Regions from separate parts of the Rattus norvegicus genome. Here region 1 is linked to region 2. A link is a contact called in public Hi-C data. All regions are on one chromosome and are shown on one strand. The core of a region is the stretch at or near the end of the contact, and the rest is flanking DNA. Distances in the headings are between cores, read along the strand shown.

Region 1 (6,684 bases), core at 2,087-4,586, 200 kb after region 2:
TGTGCTAAGTTTTGAAAGTGCTGCTTGTAGTTGGGAGAATCTCTGTCATAGCATATACTAATGTCTAACTAAAAGTCAATTTTCTTTTCTTTTGAGAGAAATTATAATGTTGAAGGAAGAACACAGTAACTAACTGGACAACTGGTCAACCTCTATGTATCTTTGCCAGCAGTCACACTTTTTTTGTTTGTTTGTCTTAGTTTTGTTTGTTTGCTTGTGTTTGTTTGGACACAGGGCCTCACTATGTAGCTCTGGCTGGCCTGGAACTCACAGAAATCCTTCTGCTTCTGCCTCCTAGGTGTTGGGATTAAAGGCATGTGCCACCATGCCTGCCTTATATATTTCTTGGTAAGTTCAGCTCAGCAGTCTGGATAATCTTTCATTGTGTAGCTTCATTTGCATTTTTGTGATTCTTAACAATATAAAGCCAAAGGAACCATATCTTTTCACAAGGCTGTCTTTCTTCCGCTGCCCAATAAGTGACTCAGTAATATATTTAATCGGGACCGTCTTAAATTCTATAGATACCTAAAGCCCTCCTGATCATATGGTCCACCCCCCTTTTGGTTTCATATGTGTTGTAATTATCTGGAAGAGAACACTCCCTTCTGTCCATCTTTTCAGTGTTGGGAAGGTTGTTGATCAGCACATGCATAATTCTAGAATAAAGAAATAAAAATGGGGTTGGGGATTTAGCTCAGTGGTAGAGCGCTAGGCCCTAGGTTCGGTCCCCAGCTCCAGGAAAAAAAAAAAAAGAAATAAAAATAATGTAAAAATTTTTTCCACCAGGAGAGTGACTTGGTAGACAATTGTCTTAACACTAGCTTTAACTTCTTGCTTTCTTTAAATGAAAAGGTGAAAATTTACTTACAGAAGTTCTAAGGACCTTTTAAAAAGGAATCCTTTGAGCCTGTGTTTGAACAGAGCATTCTACTCATCCGTGATGGCTCGCACTGTTTTGATTGCATCAAGCTAAGTAAAGAGCTGTTCTGTAGATTTATTCTACCTGATGTTTGGGGAAGAGAACAAATTTTTTCAGAGACGCTGAAACCCTCAGGACTGATTTTGCCTTTGATCTTGTTGCTTTTCCTTTTTACCTCAAGGGTAATCTTAAACTTAAACCCTCCTTTTTTTTTCCTTAGAGAGAACCCATAATCGTTCTCAAAATAGGAGCATAAGATTATAAAAAAAAAAAATCAAAATGTAATCACCATGGGAGCAACTTTAAAACATAAAATGAAATTAAATGGGTATCCTTTGTAAGCCCAGTCTAAAAATGATTTCTATTTCGGCTCAGGCATTATTTATATGTCTTGATGCTCTGCTGTATGATAATTTTTTGTTTGTTTGTTTTAGTGAAGGGAAAAAGATGTTATGCTAGTATGTTTACACAAGAATGCTCAAGAATGGAGGGAAATACAACTAGAAATTTAGTGTCTCCATCATAAAAGATCTTTTGAAGACCCATTTCAGGTGTCCGATGGAGAACAGTGCAAGGAAAGGCTTGTTAGGTTAGGTATCTGAAGAAGTAGATTCTCTCCTTTGACATCTGAGAACTGCTCACGTGATTTCCGGCCTGTTTTTCTTTTCCCAGGAAAGTAACACACTTGGCTTCTGCAATGTTATGATGCAAATAATTCTATTTTCCAGCTTTTTATTTAAGTGCACAGGCAGGCTTTGAGAAGTGGCTATGAAAGGGAAGGTCCCTTGTGTTCTGAGGACTGTGCAATAACACTGGTAATGCTTTCTACCGCCCATCTATCTGCGTGCCCTCCCTTGCCAGCCCCTCCTCATTTGTTTTTACTGCTAGGGATGAGGCACACTGAGAATGTAGTTGTTGACTTTCGTCTCCTTGGCATTTTTCTTGAACCAATTAAATGACTGATGTAGCAAGTGCAATTGCCACAGAGTTTAAACCCAGTAATGGCCCCAACGGGTTACACATGGCTGATCCTTGACCCTGTAAAAAGGCAGTCATAAAAATCCACCAGGCAATCCGGAAGCTGCCGAAATTCATTTCTCAATGAGTCATCTGCTACTGTCAACAAGCATGAGTTAAGGACATGTGGAAACAGGTTATTTTTATGGTAACTAAAGTTCAACAGATGAACAAAAAGTTGTCATTCAGTTCTCGGGAGGAGTGATTATGCCATTTCAAAGCCAACAACCCATGCATCCCTTGGGAATGTCTATCATTCAAATGTCTTCCCAGTTCTTCCAAGAACACAAGGATGAGCAGCCTTTGCCATTTCTGTGCAGCTAGAAACAGAGGGTGTAGGAAGAGACCCTGGGAAAGACTTGTCTCAATTTTCTTTCCTTTTTCTGGGCATCCATTTAACAAAGCCTTTTTTTTTTATTTAAAAATTAAAAAAAATTTTTTTATGATTCCCTCAAGGTCAGATCACTTCCATTCTCAGTGTTTGTGACCTGTGAACCTAGAGGCCCCGATGTAGTAAAATCTCACCCAGTGCTTTGCTAATGATTGGGTGAAAGGTCAGTTGTTTGTAATATGCCTTAATCGACGAATATAATAGCACTAAACCACCTAATAATGAGATGCTTGAAGCGGGCTCTTTGATATGTCTGCTTTCTTTTCATATGCACATAAACTATTCAAAAACAGCAATTTGATGAACTTCTTTTAGATCATTGCTAACATTTTCAATGACTTATATAGGGTAAAGTATTGACCTATTTTCTTTTGGAAATCAACCTTACACAAAAGCTTTCTGTCACTGTGAAATACAAAGTCTATAGACATAAAAATAGTCTAACAAAATTCCCTTTTTTTTTCAAAATGTCACCGTTATTAAAGAAAGTATTTTCTGGGTGGGGTAAAATGACTATCTATATATAATTAAGGAACATTATCATCACTATAATCAACATCCTCACCATCCCCAACAGTAAAAGATAAAATAAAATAAAAGTCTTCTGAACTAATACTCTGGAAATATCCTTATGTTTTCTTTAAAGGCACTGGAAATGCCAAGGACTTATTAAATATATACTATAGTATATATTTATATTATATATAGTACTATAGCAGTGCAAGAGTTATTTGTGATATAGCTCCTTGGCAAATGGATCAGAAATAATTCCTTCATATTAAAAATGTGGTTTATTTGATGGTTAGGTTTTGTGGCTTTGCAGAGTTCTGAAGAAGTCTCAGCATTACGATAGTGAGGCTGACATTAAATGGTCAGCTTTGTCACAACTATAGTTGTCTATAAGTCAGATCCCTCCCGTGAGATGGTGAAACAGCTGAATAGTAGCATAGTAGCTGAGCAAGTGTTTAGTGGCTCAGTACCCAGAAAGGTAAGCTGTAGGCTGAGAGTTCTATCAGGCTAACAAATAAAGGGGTTGGATACAGGCCCTGAGATGAAAGGTTGAGAGGCAGGGTTTAAACAGCAACTTGACATGGAACCCACGCACACGTCTATCAGAGATGCACTCTTGTGCAACGCTTCCGGTCATAGCTCGTCATAAACAAGGCCTACTCATGGAAGGACAGCACTCTATGTCAACCGGCATTTCCTTTTTATTTTTACATTTTTACTTTGAAAAATCATAATGTATATGGACAATTATAGAGCATAGGTTACCCTTCTAGATCATTCCTTTCAATACTAAATAAAATTATAGACTTTGTAAGTACCTCTTTTTGTGCCTGCCAGAACCTAAGTCTTTGTAAATCAATAGTTTTATATGGTATCTAGTTTCCATATAAGACATGCTCCCTAAATATTTAGGACCTCTCTCAATATCTACCTAATATCTGTTCTGCTTTAGTAGAAACCTCTTCTTAGTATTTTTTTATTGATATAAGATCTATAGATATACATGATAAAGTATGGTGTTTTACATGTGTATATATAGAGGAATTTGAACTCAGGCTATTCATATATCTACCACCTTAAATGTCTATCATTTGTAGTAAATACATCTAAATCCTATCTCTCAGTTATTTTAAAGTAAGTAATGTATCATTTTAAATTTTTTCTTCCCTGCTATGTATGTGTGTATTCTCTCATATGTACTTTAAAATCTATAATACCACAACAGAAATGTTTCTATTCCCTTCTTTTTAAAATTTTCACTGTCATAATATTTGAAATGCTGTCCATGTCTCTAACTATTCAAGAAGACACCTTACATTCATCTGCTTATCCTTTCCTCTGAGATTCAGGAGTGGATTTTTATTATACTAAGTTAGAACTAGTAACTTCTATGTTTCTGATTGCCCTTCTAAAGTGGCACGTCATGGTGACACACAATATTTCATAAACAAACTAACATTCAACCTTGGCAACTGTAATCATGAAGACAATTTGTGAATCTACCCAGCCCTGTTTTCTTCTGCCATGACGCCTATCTGTGTGTATCTAATTTGGAAACCAAAGATCACAACAGCCCTTACGCAATAACTCTCTGGTTAATTTTTTTCCCATAAGACAGAGTTTCTCTGTGTAATAGTCTTGGTTGTCCTGGAACTTGCTTTGTAGACCAGGCTAGCCTGGAACTCAGAGATCTGCATGCCTCTGCCCCCTGAGTACTGGGATTAAAGGGGAGTGTACCACCACACCAAACTGATAATTTCTGATTAATTTTCAAAAAAGATCTAATTTAACTTGGAAAATCTGTTACATTTTAGAATTCAAAGGATCTAACCTTTCCAAAAAGCAAGGTGTAAGTAATAATTTTGGACATTAAGCTATTTCCACATAGTGTTGACTTTAACTGATGACCAAAACAGTTTGGGCATCTGCTTTGTTGTGGAGTCTCAGGGAGAGCCATGGTCTTGATTGACAAATATGTCAGATCACTTGCCTTCTCTTTTCCTAGTCTCCCTTGCAATTAGGTTGGAAACATTCACACATTTTATTCAGCCAATGAAAGCCTTGCAGAAGTACCTCATATTACTCTTTTGCAAGGAGAGGCAACAAGAGAGGGTATGCCACCCCCATTTGCTGTTCAAGAGTCTCGAAGTTGTAGGTATAAAATACAGGAGGGTGAGTCATGTGAAACAGAAACACAGTTCTGACTGAGTTGAGCCACTGAGATTTAGGGTTCAGTATCTCAGCAGCTAGCACTATGACTCTGATTTAGATAGCAGATATAACTAGATGTTATAAAATTATTGGAGAAATTGGCCTCATTATCTACAAGAGGAAATCACGAATCTTTGAATTAAAATCCATCAGGGGGAAAATTTAGAGGAAAATAAATCACATTCCTGGAAACTACGATGGACGAAATTAAGCTTCGGGGTAAAGGGCACGCAAATCAATGTTTTTATCAAGTTCTTCAAATGCTTCCAGATCATTTCATTCAATCCTAAACTTGTGTCGCTTCCCATCAAAGCATTTCCTGGGATGGTGAAATAGAAGATCAAAAGGAATAGGCAGTTTTAGGGCGATGGGGGTTGGGGTGGGCAAACTATGACCCCTTAGGCTAAATCTGGACTCCTAGTTTGTTTTATTGAAACACAGCCAGTCTCATTTGCTTACTTATTGCCCAAGGCTACTTTCACCACACAGGCAGGGTTGCAACCAGTGACCTCAAGTGTCACAAACCCTAATAATATATTTTAGGTCTGGCTCTCAGGAGAAAACATTTAGGCTCATAGTCTCAAACTCAACAGTGCTCTTGATACAGATGAGTTGTAGAAGTTATTGAATTTCAAGTCAGCTGCCTATGTGAGTATTTCCATGTTCTGTGAGCAAGGTTCAACAGGTTCTCGGCTTTTCTTTTAGGCTGTTAAAGCCAAGCGGACACACTGCTTAAAGAGCATTGCTGTCCTCGTGGTGTCTGGAGGGAGTGGAGACATTCGCAAGAATAGAGCTTATGATTTCCAGATACATGTGCATTTCTGAAGTTCTTTCACTTCAGAAGGAAATTATCAAATATGTTAATGATTAGTGTCATCGAGACACATTCAAGATCTTACTCCCCTTGTAGTCCGTTTTGGATTCTGACCAATTTATATCAAAAGCTTGGTGCCGTGTAAAAATTTAAAAATAGCCTATATTTAAACAGATGCACGTCTAGATGTGTATATTTAAACCCACATCTAAATATAAAATTTAAAGCTGTCAGATCCAGGAAATTCAAGTGTTAAGTGGAATTCTGGAGGATGGCTAATAAGACTGGCTCCAAGAGCAGACAGAAGTGGCAGATCCTTTAGCTTAAAGCAGTGGTTCTCAATCTTCCCAATGCTGAGACCCTTTAAAATGGTTCCTCCTTTGTGGGGACCCCCGGCCATAAAATTATGCATGTTATTACTTCACAACTCTAATTTTGCCACCGTTATGATTTATAATGTAACTGACATATAGATGGTCTTAGGTGACTCCCATGAGCCTGGGGACTCCTGCTGAAAAGAGGAAGAAAGAATTATAGAAACCAGGGGGAGTCTAGGACACCAGAGGAACACAGCCATAGAATCAACTAAGCAGGGCTCAAAGGGACTCACAGAGACTGAAGTGGCATTCACAGAGCCTGCATGGATCTGTGCTAGGTCCTCTACATATATGTTATGGTTTTGTAGTTTGGTATTTTTGTGGGACTCCTAACAGTCTTTGACTCTTTTGCCTGCTCTTGGGACCCTTTTCCTCCTACTGGGTTGTCTAGTCCAACGTTGATACACACACACACACACACACACACACACACACACACACA
Region 2 (7,121 bases), core at 104-2,603:
ACAAGTGCCTTTCCCCTCGCTGGCAGCTTCTGCTTTTCTGGTTTTTCAGATGCTCTTCTCCACCTCTGGTTGAACAATGACTGTAGTTGTTTACTCTTGCTGGTCTTACTGGTTGTTCATCACATTTGGGTTCCGCTCACCTCCTGCCATCCCCTCCTAGCTGGGATCTGTGTTCCTTGCCAGTTTTTAAAACGGTCCATCATCCGTGCTGTAGACTGATGCCATTGAATCTTACTATTGGTTTCTTCTTACTATTTGGCCTGCTTCCAAGCCATCCACAGTATAGCTTTGTTTACCTGAAACTTTCATGTCAATGATGTCTTAAAATTTCACATGCATTCCTGGCGGATTTTCTTCAGTTTTATAGTATTACACATGCCCTTCTAATACTATCTGTATTTTAAGTTCATGTTGAAATCCATTTGGGTTTGTGCGTTGAGTGGGGTTAACAGTGTCCTTTGGTTCTCTTAGTGGGGCTGGGGACTCAGAAGTAGATTCTGCTTAGTTCTCCATTGGTAATCACTGCGTTTTTTAAATGAAAGTTTATAATTTCCTCTCTGGTTCTTACATCTTAACATTCTATTTCTTCTTGTTTTAATGTACTGGCTAGGATATTTTCTGCATTTCTTGAGGTGGGTCTTTCTATTTTAATATTCCTCTGTAGGTGAATTACATTGCTTTTAAAATATGAAAATGACCATTTCTTGCCTAAGTTCAACATTGTCAATATCATAAATGTTGGTAGGGTTAGTGAATTCATATTTTGCCAATATTTGTGTCTTTATCAATGAGTACATGCATTATTTTTAGAATATATTATAAATACTCTGTGGTTCTTTAGTATCGGTCCCTTATGAGAAAAGATATCACATTAACTTGTTTTACGTGTGCACACAGATCAATCCAAAACTTGAGGTAATGGACTTGCACAGTTCTTCTCCCCCAGTTGTGGATGTCCTTTCTTTTGATTCAACCACAGTAAGTCATTTTTCTTTAACTTAAGCATTGTTAAACCATTTATCACAGTCTATTTCCTGTAAGAGTCAGGAATAAAATGTGAACTCTGGCAACCTAACATTTCAGCACAGCAAAGTCATTTCTAAGTTTCTAAAAAACCACCAGGGGGAGCAGCAACCATTTCCAGAACAGTTTTACCTTTGAAGACATTAAACTCCGTCTAATTCACCCTCCCTACTTAATTCCTTGCTACCCTGCTACCCTGTCCCCTGCCTCCTGCCTTCCTCCCTCTGCCCCTCTCGCCCCCCACTTGCTCCCTGCTGTCTTCTCCCTGTTCCCTGCCCCCTACTTCCTGCCTACCCTGTTGCCTGCTCCCCCTGGCCTCCACCCGCTGGCCCCTGTCCTCTGCTCGCTGTGCCCTGCTCCCTGCCCTGGGCCCCTACACTGCTGTCACAGAGCAGGCTCTGCTCCACTGCTCGAAGATGGCAATTCCTCCGCTCTGTTTTGTTATTCCCAATGGGTTGTCCAGAAATGAAGTATCCCTAATACTTAGATTTATGTTTATAAAAGTTATCTGTGTGTTTTATAGTTTGAGCATCTGAAGGCTTCAGAAACAACTTGAGCCTTTTACCTTCTGAGTTGCCCTCTCTTCTACACCAATCACAGTAACCTGATGATTAGTGCAAGCCCTGCTCGAAGAGCAGGAAGAACAGCGCTGCCTTTGACAGCATTGCTGCTAAGCTGTCCATTTAGTTCAGTATTGTGGGTAAAACTTTAAAGAAACACAGCCTGACATATCGACTCTAGCAGATGCCAAGAAGAGTATCTGGTGCAAAGGAGTTCTGCCTGCACTGAGGAAGTGCTCCAGTTCTCCAGTTATGAAGTGTCCTTTCATCGTTAGTTAATGTTCTTCTCTGAGAAGATGCAGTGACAAGAGCCACACAGCAGCAAGCAGGCGCTCACTGTGAAAGGGAAGGCGTGAGTCTGGTGGAGCTGATCTGTGCTTACTGTGCTCACATCTATAACCCAGCAGCATTTCCGCACGAAGGAGCGACTTGTGCAGTGGAATTTAACTAAACGTTAACCAGCTATCTGAAACTTGGCACAGAGCTTTGCCGTAGTTAGTCTTCAATGAATTTGACACAGCCCATGACATTGACCTTATATATTCCAGTGAGCTGACTTTGTATCCTGGAGATAGGCAGCTTGTGACCTAACTAGCAGGCTAAAATTTAGTGCTCCTGACCTAGAAACTATCTCAGGGTTTTTGTTCTACTTTTTGAGACATACTCTCCCTGCCAAGTACCCTTTAAGCTTTGCAAAGACTCATGACTTGGGGCTGGAGAGATAGCTCATCAGTTAAGAGCACTGACTGCTCTTCTAAACGTCATGAGTTCAATTCCTAGCAACCACCTGGTGGCTCACAACACTCTGTAATGGGATTGATGCCCTCTTCTGGTGTGTTTGAAAATAGCTACAGTGTATTCAAAAAGCAAAAAAATAAACAAACAAGCAAACACACAAAAACTTCCCGACTTGAAGACTCTAAGTGTTCTCAAGAGTTTGCTATGAAGGTGGGCTTGTCACCAGCTAGAACAAAAGGGTACTTATCCCTTGAAGATAACCCAGGGGAACCAGAGTCAGCTAGTTTATGTGGTATGCGTGGGACTTTGATGTAGGAGTGTCATCCACAAGAGGGGAGCACTCCATAAAACAGTCAGTTGTCCACAAGAAGGGAGCACTGGCCTGAGAAATGTGAAAATGCCTTTTTGAAACAGAGCCAGTCGAATATCAGTGACTTCACTTTACAAGAAAGATTCTAAGGGATGATTTTAAAAGTAGCCATGCCAAGCACCATGGCACATTCTAATTTAGAATTCAGAAGTCAGGGGCAGGAGGTTTTGCGTTTGAGGCTATCTGAACTATATAGTAAAGACTTGGAGAGACAAAGGGCTGGGAACGTGTGTCTATAGCAGTTTGCCCAGCACACAGAAGCTACACTAAAGTGAGTCTTAGCGGCCCTCTCGTGTCTCCCTGTGGAGAGGAAGTTAGGCATGCAGTGTAACGGTGGCATCTTTGTGGCTTGCACTTCTGTCTCTGATGCCTGACAGAAATTTTGATATAATATTTGCCCATCAAAATCAGTTGTTACCAATCTGTATTTTTAAAGCACAGTTGCTCCCACCCCCCAGGTGTTTCTCTGCAAAAGGTTAGTATTGGCTACCATATACTATATACCATATACCATATACCATATAGACATGGTTTTAAACTGTTTATCTTCTCAAATACCTTAATTTTATTTTGATTCATTCAAGTCACCTATATAATTTTTTGGCTTTTTAAAGAATTTTTTCTTTAGGGTTCTGGTTGAGTCTTAATATTTTCACAGAAATGGGCCATGGGTCTGCCATCAAATTTTGAGTCAGAGATGGGTAGGAATAGCCCAGCAGTTGAGGTTTTGCTAGCATGCTTGAAACCCTGAGCTCCATCGCTAACCTGGGAGGAGATTATTCATAGCCATTTAGCATCTACCATCTACGATGTGGCTGCACAGGTAGGGTGTTCCAGAGTCACTTTGCCACTCTCCTCAAATAGGAATAAGACTGGAGAACTAAAGAGATAGCTCTGTCTGTAAAGTACGTGCCATGGAAGCAGGGGGATCTGAATTCTCAAAAACCGTGTATAAAGCTGGGTGTAGTGGGGAGAGCCAGTAATCCTAGAGCTGAGGAGAGCCTGGATATGAGGGTATCGGGGCTCAGTGACCAGACGGTCTAGCCTAGTTGGCAAGGTCCAGGCCAGGTAGAGACCTAATCTCAAAAGACAAAGTGAATGACTTCCAAGAATGGCACCTGAATTTGACCTCTGGTTTCCATGTTTACCTACATATGCTACCTACAGACAGACAGACAGACAGACAGACAGACAGACGACAGACACAGGCAGAGAGAGAGAGAGAGAGAGAGAGAGAGAGAGAGAGAGAGAGAGAGAGAGAGACCTGTTACCTTCAGGTAAATTATAGTCTTAAGGTTTGTTGTCAGGGTCTGAGGTTGTTGTTGTTGTTGTTGTTTGTGGATTTTTGTTTGTTTTTGTTTTGTTTTTTGAGGCTGGGTTCTTCTGTATAGCCCCAGGCAGTCCTGGAACTCCCTCTGTAGACCAGGCTGGCCTCTAACTCAGAGATCCCTCTGCTTCTGCCTCACAAGTGCTGAGATTAAAGGTCTGGGCCACCACCCACAATTTAGCCTTACGTTTTAATGTGTTAGGTTTATTATTTGTCCTACAAGTAGGTGAACAAAATGAGGTCAGCACTCCACAGTTGTTCTTTGGATTGCCAAAACACCAAATCCTTTCCCAAGAACTGGGATGGTGTCTTTATCTCTTTCCTGACCAGGACGTATAGTGTAAATACAACATATGCCTTTCTTTAGAGTTGGAGACAGCATTTCAGATCAAAGTAACTGTTTATAATAAACTGAGAGTTAGTTACATTATAGAAAAAAAATCTCAGAATGTGCAGTTCTCTAACCCATTAGCCGAGATAAAGACAGGCTGTCCACAGAAGCATGGCAGAGAGCTCCGCTGAGTTGCCTCAGCCACACCCACACTGGGCAGGCGAAAGCACGACCACTGTCGAGGGAACATGTTAACGTGAGAGTTCTCGTGTTCCTGAGGTGAGTGTTAGTCACCTGGGGAAGACGAGAAGACTCGTCCAAGAGAAATCAGCCCTTGGCCTGACAGAGGATACTATTTGTTATTGTTGTTTGTAAACTGGAATATTTCAGTAAGAAAGCAAGGTTTAATATAGTCCTTCCTTCAATTTTTTTTGAAAGTGTGTACCATGATAATAAAACACACACTAATCTACTTCTGATCTCTCTGCTCCCTGCATCCTGTCCCCCCAGCCCCCAGCCCTACACCCACTCTGTCCCTGCTTAGTTCCTCCCTCCCTGAGCTGACTTTGGAGCTTAAACTTGTGAATGTCTTGCCTTAGCCCCCCCCCCCCCCCCCATGCGTGGCACCTTTAGGTCCTTTACATTGCCGTACCAACAGGTGGCAGATTTGAGCAAGCCCTGGAGAGATGTGTGCTCATCTCCATCCATGTCTCTCAGTAAATATTAACTGAGGATACCCGCTTACATACATACTTCTCTGTGTCATTCCCCATTCTCAGCTTTAAAGAAAAAGAAGCAATAAATTAAAACCTGTGCAGAAAAGCTCAGAGAAACAGGCACGTCTCAGATTAAAAACATAGACTTTTTAGGGCAGTGGATCAAAACACTACAAAGTAAAGAAAAGCACTTCGGGCAAGGCACGAGGCTGCAGGAATGTGGTCCAGACATCTGTCGCATGGCAGGTGCCATCTGAGTAAGTGTGGCACTGGGACAAGGAACTAGGAAACTAAGGAAATAATAACCTCAGACAGTGGTGGCTTGACACTAGGCAGGAGCAAGGGAGGGGGTCAGAGATGGCAAGCTTCTGAAGATATTTTGAAGGCAGAGCCAAGAGGATTTCCTGACAGATTGGATGTCAGTTGCGGGATTCCCTATCTCCTCTCCCAGGGGACAGTAAGGTGTAGCCCTGAATAATCCCAGGGCAGCTGGAAATATCTTCTGGCTCAGCCTCATCTTGACAAAGAGCCATGGGCAGAAAAATCATTGTAGTTTTCTTATCTTAGGTTCTAGAATCAGGGGAAGGAAATTCTCTGCCTTTTTCTGTGACTTCGGGAAGTGCCCTGCTAAATGCCATGTAGATTTGAGTTTCTCAGCAAAGCACATTTGGTTTCTCTTTTGCAGAAGATTTTTTACATCAGCCTATTTGAGGGAAGAGAACGGTTGCCCACTTTCATGGACCATATGGTACATACTACCTACAAAATAATATTGTATTGACACATCTGTGGACACAGGGAGAGTAGACTTGCAGACAGAATATTTCCACGGGTGTTGTGGCAACAGTACATCCTGGTTACTAGACAACATTGTGTAACTAGTTCAGAGTTATTTCAGTTTCTAACTGCTTATGTAAGCAAAGCTTCGGAAGGACTTATTTGAAAGAACACAGTGTCTGCAAATTCAAGTGTCTCTAAACTAAAATGTATAACTTTTACCGCTTAAAATGCACATGCAGGCTGGAGAGCGTGTTAGGAGCACTGGTTTCTCTTCCAAAGTACTCGAAGTTCAATTCCCAGCACCCACATTGACCGCTAACAACTATCTGTAACTCCAGTTCCAGGGCACCCACATCCCCTTCTGCATGCAGACAAAACATCCACGAAGATAATGTAACTAAATAAATGTTTTAAGCACTGGCATGTATTGTGGAAACTGCTAAAGCTTTCAGCGCCAAACTGTCCCTTCCCTTGTGCACTTTGAAACTGATTTTAAAGCAGCATCAACAGGAGTGTTTGGTGTGTTAAAGGAACATGCCATCCTTTCTCTGCATGGAGCTCCCATTATCTTTTGTTCAATTTCTCTTTCTGTGAAGGAAATGGTGTAGGCCAGGAGTGCCATTTTCCACCCACAGTAATCTGCTCTGCAGTAAAAATCATGACAAGAAGTCTAAGTTGTGTGATTGAGGTATTGTTCCCTCCCCCAAAATGCTAATTTGAGCTTCTTTAACTTTCTAAGTCATAGGGAAAGGAAATTCAATGAATTTACCAAAAATCGTATACAAATCAAATTTTTATAAATTGTCCTAGTTAGCTAATACTTTGTTCTGTTTCTTTTCTGTCGTGACAAGAGAGGTTTCTTTTTCTATGTTAAATGTATCTTTTAAAACAGGAAACTCTACAAAAGAATTCTTTGTAATCTGCTATTGGCTGCCTAACAAAGTAAATAAATGTTGCAAGTCCCTTTAGAAAATGAGCACATTTCTGGGCAGTGGAGGTGTTGAAGCTGCAGATCTTATTTCTGCCTCTAACTTCCTGCTGTACTATGTTTCTAAACTGTGCCTGGACCCCAGAGACACCTCCAGTCTTCTCTCTGGCTGGGAATCCAAGCTGCATCCCCAGTTCCCACAGCTGAGGCGAAGGCATGCGGAAAATGCCCGCAGTCCTCAGCCCACACATCCAGTGACAACTGGTTCCTTCCTCTTCCTGTGGAAAAGCAGCATCCTCTGAGATGAGAGGACATGCCCCCTGAGGAATGCAAGAGCAGCAGTGAGCT

Evidence for each region. Hi-C and Micro-C count contacts between places; a contact is called where the count stands out from the background.
Region 1: a contact with region 2 is called in a Hi-C map of liver, with 4 times the contacts expected there. The contact joins two enhancer-like sites. A contact is called at or near these places in 4 of 12 Hi-C or Micro-C datasets (hepatocytes, kidney and liver).

What each region holds. Positions count from the first base shown.
Region 1 is chr7:36,072,630-36,079,313 of GRCr8, forward strand. No RefSeq gene overlaps it. Among named protein-coding and RNA genes, the nearest start is that of Dusp6, 96 kb to the left of the region's middle. Within about 2 kb of position 3,337, at least 8 of the 93 cell types and tissues checked have an H3K27ac peak or open chromatin away from gene starts, as enhancers often do. A contact at or near this core is called in liver, where this site is marked.
Region 2 is chr7:35,875,213-35,882,333 of GRCr8, forward strand. Poc1b (POC1 centriolar protein B) reads left to right here. Exons shown (of 12, transcript NM_001398583.1): 10 at 898-978. Among named protein-coding and RNA genes, the nearest start is that of Galnt4, 67 kb to the left of the region's middle. Within about 2 kb of position 1,354, at least 8 of the 93 cell types and tissues checked have an H3K27ac peak or open chromatin away from gene starts, as enhancers often do. A contact at or near this core is called in liver, where this site is marked.